Linked DNA regions of Mus musculus: region 2 is linked to region 1. The links are chromatin contacts, called in public Micro-C maps. All regions are on one chromosome and are shown on one strand. Each heading gives the region's core, a stretch centred on a gene start, on an enhancer-like site or on the middle of the called end of the contact. The rest is flanking DNA. Distances are from core to core; before and after follow the strand shown.

The links. A called contact is a pair of places that touch in the nucleus more often than the background predicts.
Region 2: a Micro-C map of granulosa cells shows a contact between it and region 1, with 2.4 times the contacts expected there. The contact joins the enhancer-like site here to the promoter of Mast4 in region 1. A contact is called at or near these places in 4 of 484 Hi-C or Micro-C datasets (the Patski cell line, granulosa cells and uterus), 3 of 115 datasets of contacts at active chromatin or transcription factors (embryonic fibroblasts and embryonic stem cells) and 2 of 9 other capture datasets (adipose tissue and liver).

The regions. Positions count from the first base shown.
Region 1 is chr13:103,332,247-103,336,501 of GRCm38.p6, reverse strand. Mast4 (microtubule associated serine/threonine kinase family member 4) reads left to right here and starts at 2,010. Exons shown (of 29, transcript NM_175171.3): 1 at 2,010-2,666. The coding sequence starts at 2,310.
Region 2 is chr13:103,385,154-103,389,388 of GRCm38.p6, reverse strand. No RefSeq gene overlaps it. Among named protein-coding and RNA genes, the nearest start is that of Mast4, 53 kb to the right of the region's middle. Within about 2 kb of position 2,173, at least 29 of the 459 cell types and tissues checked have an H3K27ac peak or open chromatin away from gene starts, as enhancers often do. A contact at or near this core is called in granulosa cells, where this site is marked.

The DNA of each region.
Region 1 (4,255 bases), core at 761-3,260:
AAAACTGTTCTGAGAGGCAGACTTCAGAGTACCAACCACAGAGCCACTGCTCACTTGCTGTGTGACCTTTGACCAGCTCTTTGGCCTGTGTCTTCATCCCTAAAGTATTTCATTCGGTTTCTGCCAGGACTCTGAGGCCTTTAGCGCAGGAGAGCCCTGGCTCTAGGAACTGCCATTTTTTTAGCTGTTAGGATTCAAACCATGTCCTTGTTGCACCCTTCCCGAACTGAGAAGGCAATCCCTCCTCTTCTTTGATGTGAATGGCTTGCTTAAATCTTTATTTCAGTTCCCCTGTGCTGAATCAACCACATAGGGGCTCAGATAAAGGCCAGTACTCTAAGGAGGGAAGTCATTGTGAAGCCCAGGGGGTGGATTCAGGCCGCCCCACTGTGCGCTCTTCAGCCTCTACATTGCCACTTAGCTAAGTCTCCTGAATGTCCTTTTACCTCAGCAGGTCTTCCCTTCCCTTTGGATCATTCTGAAGTGTCACAATGCAACTCTGACAGCTATCCACAGCCAGAGGGTCACATCCTACAGCTTCCCTCTTCAGAGGCAGTCGGAAAGTATTCAGGACAAAGCCGCCTGTCCAGACTAGATGAGCACCCCCCCCCCCGCCCCCATTATCACTTGTAAATACTAAGGTAGCATAAAAGGGCTCATTAGCCAACGGGGCTTTCAACTCCAGTCCTTTTCTCAAGGACCCTTGGCAGACCTGTTCTGACAGAGAGAAATGTAAAATTCTGGAGGACTCCTCGGCTTGAAGATCTGCAATGGCTTCGGTGTAATTCTTCCCCTCTTCTCCCACGGCACATTGTAGCACTTACCAGAGCTTTTAAACATGAATAATGAGGCGGTATTATGCAATATCAATCTCTCCCCCGACCACAAGCTCCTCAAGGGCAGGAGACCTGCCGTATTCATCTTTGTATCCCCTGCAACCAACTGGCACACATCTCAATCAACGTCTGTGGAATGGAAGCTGGCTGAATTTATACCTCGGGTCACGGTGTGGAGCTCAGACGGGTCTGGAGCTGAAGGCAAGTAGGACTCATTTATTTCTCGCTGCCTAACTCCGCACTGGCTTCCCAGCAGATCCAAGACACCACAAAGGTTAAGGTGATTATTCTGTTGGTGCTTTGGTGGAAGCTCTTTCTCCTTGTTCTTATAGGAAAGGAAAAATGAGGCCCCAGGTCGGCCGCGTTGTGCCTATGCAGGGCTAGAGAAAGCCAGTTAGGAATGTCCCTTAGCCCAGCGGCAGAACCGCAAAGAGCTGCTAAGACCGTTCTGATAAAGCCTGGTCCTAAACACAGAGCATCAGCTGTTTCCTTCCTTTGTCACAAGCGCGTGTCTTTGACTTAACTTTAGTTTCTAAGCAGAAATACAGAAAAATCATCTTTGGAGACCTTGGCTTGTGTCCAAGCCGGGAACTCTGCTGACACTTTATTTTGCTCTATCTAGTCTTATTGCCAGACAACATCGGTGTTGACGCTTCCCTTTACAATTTGAGGAAACTGAGGCCCAAGAGGTTTATCCAGAAAGAGGCTTGGAGATGGGCTGCGTTTGGATCCCCTCTCTCCACCCACCACGGACTTCGCTCTCTGCACACGGGTGGGAGCGTGAGTTTGCGCGTGACTGGCCGCGCGCTTCCGTTTTCACGCGAATCCTCCCGCCTAATTTCCCCGATTTCACTTTTTGGAGACTAAAAGTCCGGTTCTCCAAGGTCTCGCCTCACTCAGCCATCTCCCACCCACGTCCCAAGGACAGACGGCCACTCCCCCACCCATTTCTGAGTCCCAGACCGAGTTAAGTCCGCGGACTCCGCGTCGGCCCTGTGGATCCCCGCGCCGTGGGGCTGCCCCGCGCACCCAGAGCTCCCGCGGGATCGGGTGGCCCGCTCCTGGCCCCACCTCCCCTACCTGACGCCCGCGCGGCCAGCGGCTCCGCAGCCTCCGCCCACCAGCGCGCCTGCGCTGCCATTGGCTCCGCGGGCTGCCCGTCTCCTCCGCTCCGTCCCGGAGGCAGGTTTAGCGGGAGAAGCCGCAGTCCCGGCGGCTCGGGCGCAGCGCGGAGCGCCGATCGCGGTGGGCATGGCCCCGCGCGCGGGAGTCCATGTCAGCAGCCGAGCCACGGCGGCAGTGAACTTGGCGACGCGCTCCTGTGGTCCAACCTCTGTCATGTAGTCGCCGGCGGCGCTCCCCGCAGCCCGGGAGCCGCAGCGCGATCCAGACACAGCAGAGCAGCCGGGGCTTCTTCGGGAGGCGCCGAGCGCACCGCCACCCCTCGGACGGCACTTTGGGCCGAAAAGGGACATGGGGGAGAAAGTTTCCGAGGCGCCTGAGCCCGTGCCCCGGGGCTGCAGCGGACACGGCGCCCGGACCCTAGTCTCTTCGGCGGCAGCCGTGTCCTCGGAGGGCGCTTCCTCAGCGGAGTCATCCTCTGGCTCGGAAACTCTGTCGGAGGAAGGGGAGCCCAGCCGCTTCTCCTGCAGGTCGCAGCCGCCGCGGCCGCCGGGCGGCGCCCTGGGAACCCGGCTACCCGCCGCGTGGGCTCCCGCGCGCGTGGCTCTGGAGCGTGGAGTCCCTACCCTGCCGCTGCCGCACCCGGGAGGAGCGGTGCTGCCGGTGCCCCAGGTCAGCAGCGCATCCCAAGAGGAGCAGGATGAAGAGGTGGGCTCAGTCTGTCCCATCCCACACCCTCCAGGTCCCGGCTGTAGGGGCCCTTTAGGTCCCTTTGCGTGCGCGCTGGTGTCTTGGAGAGGGGAGGGAACTAAAGGTGCTCTGCTACAGCCTGGGATAGTGACTGTCAGGAGACTCTGTGGGTCCTTGACTTCTAGTGGTTGTCCTCGCGCGCTTGTCTACATGGGCTACCCGACCGTGTGCTTTGGAAGTGTCACTGAGCCGATCGATCCCTTCATGTCTGTATCTGCTTGGGTCCTTAGCTATTGAATGTGATCTGAAAGCTTGGCTTGTCCCCACAACTCATATCCAGATTCTTAGACGTGGGAATCGCTAATCACTGCGGTCTTGGATGGAGCGGGAGACCTGGAGCGTTTGACGCTGGTGGGAGTGGTGACTGTGGAGTTGCTTCTTGGGGTGTCAGAGACCAGAATACGCTGGAGTCGCCCGTGGGTGGTTTTGGTGGTCGCTTCACCTTTCATCCTGGGGAAGAGGAAGATTCCCCATGCTAAGCCTATCGCGCCGGCTCCTATTTGGACTCAGTGTCCAGAGGAGCGCTGTCACCAATCTGGATAGGATGTGTCTTGTTCAGAGGACTTTGTCTAGCCTCATTTCTTCGAAGGCTGTGCATCCAAAAATTATCGGTCTCTTCCTGACACACCGAGTTTTGTAATCCACTAGGTTGCTATCTCTGGTTTTCTTCTCACCCCCGCCCCCCTCCGCCCCTTTCCCCTCTTACTTTGGAAGACAGGAAAGGAAGATTCTCCAAGTCTTTAAGATTGTTTGCTTTGGACATCTCTTGTGGGAGAAATCATCTTGATCAGACAGGACCATAAATAAAACATGACCCTAGCGTAGTCTTCCGTGTGAAATTAATTCCGCCGTGCCAGACTGGTATTTCCCCGGTCTCTGCTGGGATTAGCAGTAGGAAACAATTGCCTTTGTCCTTAGAAGAAGTAAACAGAGCCCGGGGTCCTGGCTTTAGCCCCCTGGGCATCTAGCCTGGAAGTAGAGGCCGGATCTTGCAGAGGCAAGTTCTAGCCAAGCAAAGATGGAAGGAGCCTTGGCTGGTGGTTGGCCAAATCTCTGGCCATGATCCTTTTCTGGATGCTGTGGGAGTTCAGGGATCTCGGCAGGTGCCTGGAACTCTGCTTTCTAGAACTCTTTGGCTCCTGAGTTGTGAGACCTGGATGCATTTCCTTCCTTAGAAGTTCACTTCTGTAGTTAAAAGTGGAGAGTTTCAAGGTTAAGTTCATTCCAACACGAGTGCTGTTTCTGGCCTGGAATTTTGGGTAGCTCTAAGTTCCAGATTGAGTTAAGTCATAGTCCAGGAGTTTGCTGAACATCACACTCACCCTAGGAGCTGGCAGAGAGTAGTGCTGTCTCCTGGGTACATCTCCTTTTGATGTAGCATGTTGGCTCTGGGTAACTGGCTGTCCTAGTCTAACGATTCTGTATAGCTAACATGGCATTCACAAGGTCTTGAAGATGTGGGGGATGGGGGTGGGTAAGTTCTCATTCTTGGTCCTGATTGTATAGCTGACTTATCACCTCACCCCAGAGTGACAGTGTCTTACTTT
Region 2 (4,235 bases), core at 924-3,423, 53 kb before region 1:
ATAGAGAGAGAAGGGTGGGACTTAAAGATTGAGTGAAGGGTTGCAGGTAGCCCAAGAAGAGAAGAAAGGACATAGAGGTGGAGGAGGCAGAGATGGGCCATGATCATGTGACCAGGGAAATCAATAGCAACAACAACAGCAGCACACACGGCTGGGATGTAAGTTAAAATAGATCCAAACCTGCCCAATCCAGGCTTATGGCTTGTTAATAAAATGCCTGGATTGTGTGTCTTTTATACGGGCTGGGCTAGTGAGAATGAATACTTCTTTTTACACTCCTTTCTTTAGATGCTCCAAAATCTCTCCTGCCTTCCCACTGCTTTGTAGCTTCAAGTTCAAACCTCTTTCAGGACTCTCTGGGCAATGCCAGGCAACTTGCCCTTTCCTGAATATTCCTGGCCGTTTTAACCCCCTTGATTTTGCACACATCGGATTCACAATGATACAAGGAGGTCGTACTAGGTGGCCCTGCATCTTTAGGGGCCCTTTCCAATGCTGGGCATGTGCTCCAGGACTCCAGAGGAAGGCGCCAGCGCAGCGAGGAGCCCGGAAGCATTGCTGTACCCTACCTGATGGTGCTCGGACCTCTGCACCCTACCTGGTGGTGCTCAGGTGAGGTTGGCTGGCTGCCAGAACCATTTCCCCATTTGTCCCAACCTCAGTGACAGTCTGTCCCTGGTCACAATTATAAGCAGGTAGATTCAACCTCTGACTCCAGGAAACATGAAAATGTATTAACAGATCTAGTCCCTTGCACTACCATAACTCAGACTCTAGAGCCATCTCACAGTTGTGTCTCCCTCTGGGACCCCAACTCCCAGAAGTCCTCTGGACAGGATACACTGAACAAGAAAGTACAGATGAAGTTAGAAAGGATCAACTGATGTGAAATAAGAAGAAACTTCCAGACTGTACAGACTTCTCTTACTCAGGCCACAGGAAAGGCTTTATTTGCTCAATCTCTGTATAAAAATATCACATTATAGAATTAGAATCAGAAGCCAGGGACTGAGGAGATAGCTTATTTACACCCACATAGTCTGGGCACAGCAACACACATCTGTAATCCCAAAACTGGGGAGGAGAGGTTGGGGACAGATGGATCCTCAGTTCTGGCTATCTGGTCAACCAAGCTAACCAGTCAATGAGCTCCAGGAACAGTGAGAGATCCCTCTGCTGCCCTCCCCACACCCCCCAACAGTGAAGAAAAGCAACTGAGGGAGGAGGCACCTGGCCTTGACCTTTGGTCTCCACACCACTAACAACATCAGTATGCTATCCTGGAATTCATGATGCTGGCGATATTTATCAGATTTTGATAAGTTATAACTCTACCTACTTTTAAAATTGCCATGTTGAATTCTTTGGAACCTTGGAAAGGGTCACTTCACCAAGGCATCACTTCCTTGTTCCGGTGAGACAGTGGTCCTCTGGAGAGCCCCATTGAAGGGCTCACTATGTGGGAGGCTTGGAGCTGAGCCTGGACCTTCTGTGTCTGCCCTTCAGTCTTCTCTGGAGCCCCGTGATGCCTGTATTATTGTTACACTCATTTTATAAACAAGAAAGCTGAGACTTCTAGAGGCTAAGTAATTTGTTTGATGTCGTAGCTAGGTAAAGGAGAGCATAGGGCTTCTTTCCTCTTCCTCCTCCTCCTCCTCCTCCTCCTCTTTCATCCATGGTTTCACTACTACTACTGTACATTCCTGAATAGCCTGGAATTTGCTGTGTAGACCAAGCTGGCTTTGAACTCACAAATATTCACCTACCTAAGTCAGAACATTCGATCACCTCTTCAAAGCACTATAGAGTCTATTTATCATAAGACACGGCTAACAAACATTGCCTGAAATAGTATTCCTTGTGTCAAGGGTTTCATCACGGTGGCCAAAGGCTTCATCCTGTTAGTCCTTTGGTTGTTGTGTTGTCTTTTAGGTCTGTTCTTGGTGTTTGGTGGAGGCTTTTCCCAAAGCACCAAGTTACTTTACAACTTCGGTCTCTGAGGAGAATGTGTTTGGGTCAGGAGGACTTCACTGGGAGTGTCCTGTGGCTGCTCTGACAATGGGGTAGAATTATGCACAGCTTCTTTCCAGCCCTGTTGTGCTTGCTCATAGTTATGTTATGTCTGGCTTCACCTCTGTCTGGGGCTCACTTTCCTCCCCAAGGAGAGGGCCCGGCGGAGCAATGAGTCACAAGTAGCTCATCGCTGTCTTTCGACCTTTGTCAGGGGGACCCACAGATGCTTACAAGGTTTCCTCATTGTAATTGGTCTTACATAAGAGATCAGAGTAAGGGCTGTGAATCACTTGGAAATGACGAACAACTGCCTCAGGCAGGGAAAGAGCTGTATCATATGTGTGGCTTTACTAAACCTGAAGGATTTGCTTCACCTACACACCCAGAGGTATAATGACAGGGTGTCACACTTTTAGAAGTGTCATGCCTACTCAGCATTTCACTTGGTGATCATTTAAAAAATAACACCACTGCTTTATTAAGACAGAATTTACATATTTACAGGTTAGTGCTACCAAAATCACCACTAATGTCAGAACATTTCCTACCAGTGTGAAGTTCTCTACACAATACTCCACTAGCCCCATCAGCCATTACTCTACTTTCTGTCTTTATAAATGGGCTTATTCTAAATATTTACCATTAATGAAATTGTAAGACATGTGGCTGGATTTTTTTCTTGTCTTCAATACTTTAGCATATCCCATGTCCTGCACTGCATTCTTTTTCATTACAAAGTAATACTCCATTTTGTGGACATACCACATGGCTAATGATGTTGGGCATCTTTTTCACATACTTGTTGACCATTTGAATATCCTCTCTGGAGGGATGTCTAAATTCTTTGCCTATTTTACATTCAGCTACTTGGCCTTTTACTGTTACTATATAAGAACTCTGCACATTCTGGATAATATTTTGCAATATTTTGTCTGATTGCATGAATTCACCTTTTTGGTGAAGAAAGCACAAGTATTTAATGTCACTGAAGTCCAACTTATCTGTGTTTATTCTTTTGTTGCTCATGGTTTTATTTGTACATCTGGGACATTATTGCCCAATTCAGGATCAAAGATTTACTTTTTTTTCCCTTTCCTAAAAGTTTTATAGTTTTACCTCTTCTGTTTAGATCTTTGCATTACTTATTGTGTTTGATCTGAAATAGAGATTCCATTTATTCTTGCATGGCAACATCTGGTTATTTCGACATCATTTATTGAAAATACATTTTTTTCCTTAGTCAAACTATCAGGCATCAATACTAAAGACTATAGATGAACGTTCATACCATTCTATGAGCCCAGACATCTGTGTGTACAATATCTATAGGTACAATTGCTATGATGTTTTTACTACTATGGCTTTGTAATACATTTTAACAGGGCTCCTTGTTGGGAGCCATCCAGCAAGGTTTTTGTGTGTGTGAGGAGGGTGGACCTAACATTTTAATATGAATTTTACAATCATGAAGTTTCTGTAACAACAACAACAACAATAATAATAATAATAATAATAATAATAATAATAAATGAGGAATAAACAAAGCTAATGGGACTTTGTAGGTCAGTGGTTGCATACCCACCATCATCTCAATAATAGTGGATTATCCATGAAGATGGGACAGCTGGCATGTACTCAGGTCTCTTCATTTTCCTCAGCATTTCTTTATAGTTTTCTTCATATGTTTTGTATTTGTGTATGTGTGAAATTTATTACTAAATATTCTTTTGATACTCTCATAACTATTTCCATAACTTCATTTTTGGGTTGTTGGCTGCCAGTACATGAAATCATAGCTAACTGATTTTGGTCATTGCTCTTGTGTCCTGAAAACTCACTCAGCATGCTCATTCACTCCAGCCATAGTTTGTAGCAACATCTTCCAGAATGTTCTGAGCTCAAGGCCATGCCTCTTACAGGCAGCAGTTCTGCTGCTGCTTCTTTGCTAGACTGAATGATTTTTATATCCTTTTCTTAGCCAGTGGTCCTGGCTTAATGGGAATTTTCAGTTTAGCTTCTGATAGTGAAATGAATTTGAAGTTTTCTTTTTTTCACAAGCGAAAAAGTCAGAGCTACCTCATTCATGGTGAAAGGAGAGAACAAGCTCCCGATAGCTTTCCTTTGACCACCACACGTGCACTATGACCCGTGCACATGACACATGTACAATGACATGTGCATCATGACCCATGCACCATGACCCTTGCACCATGACTCTTGTA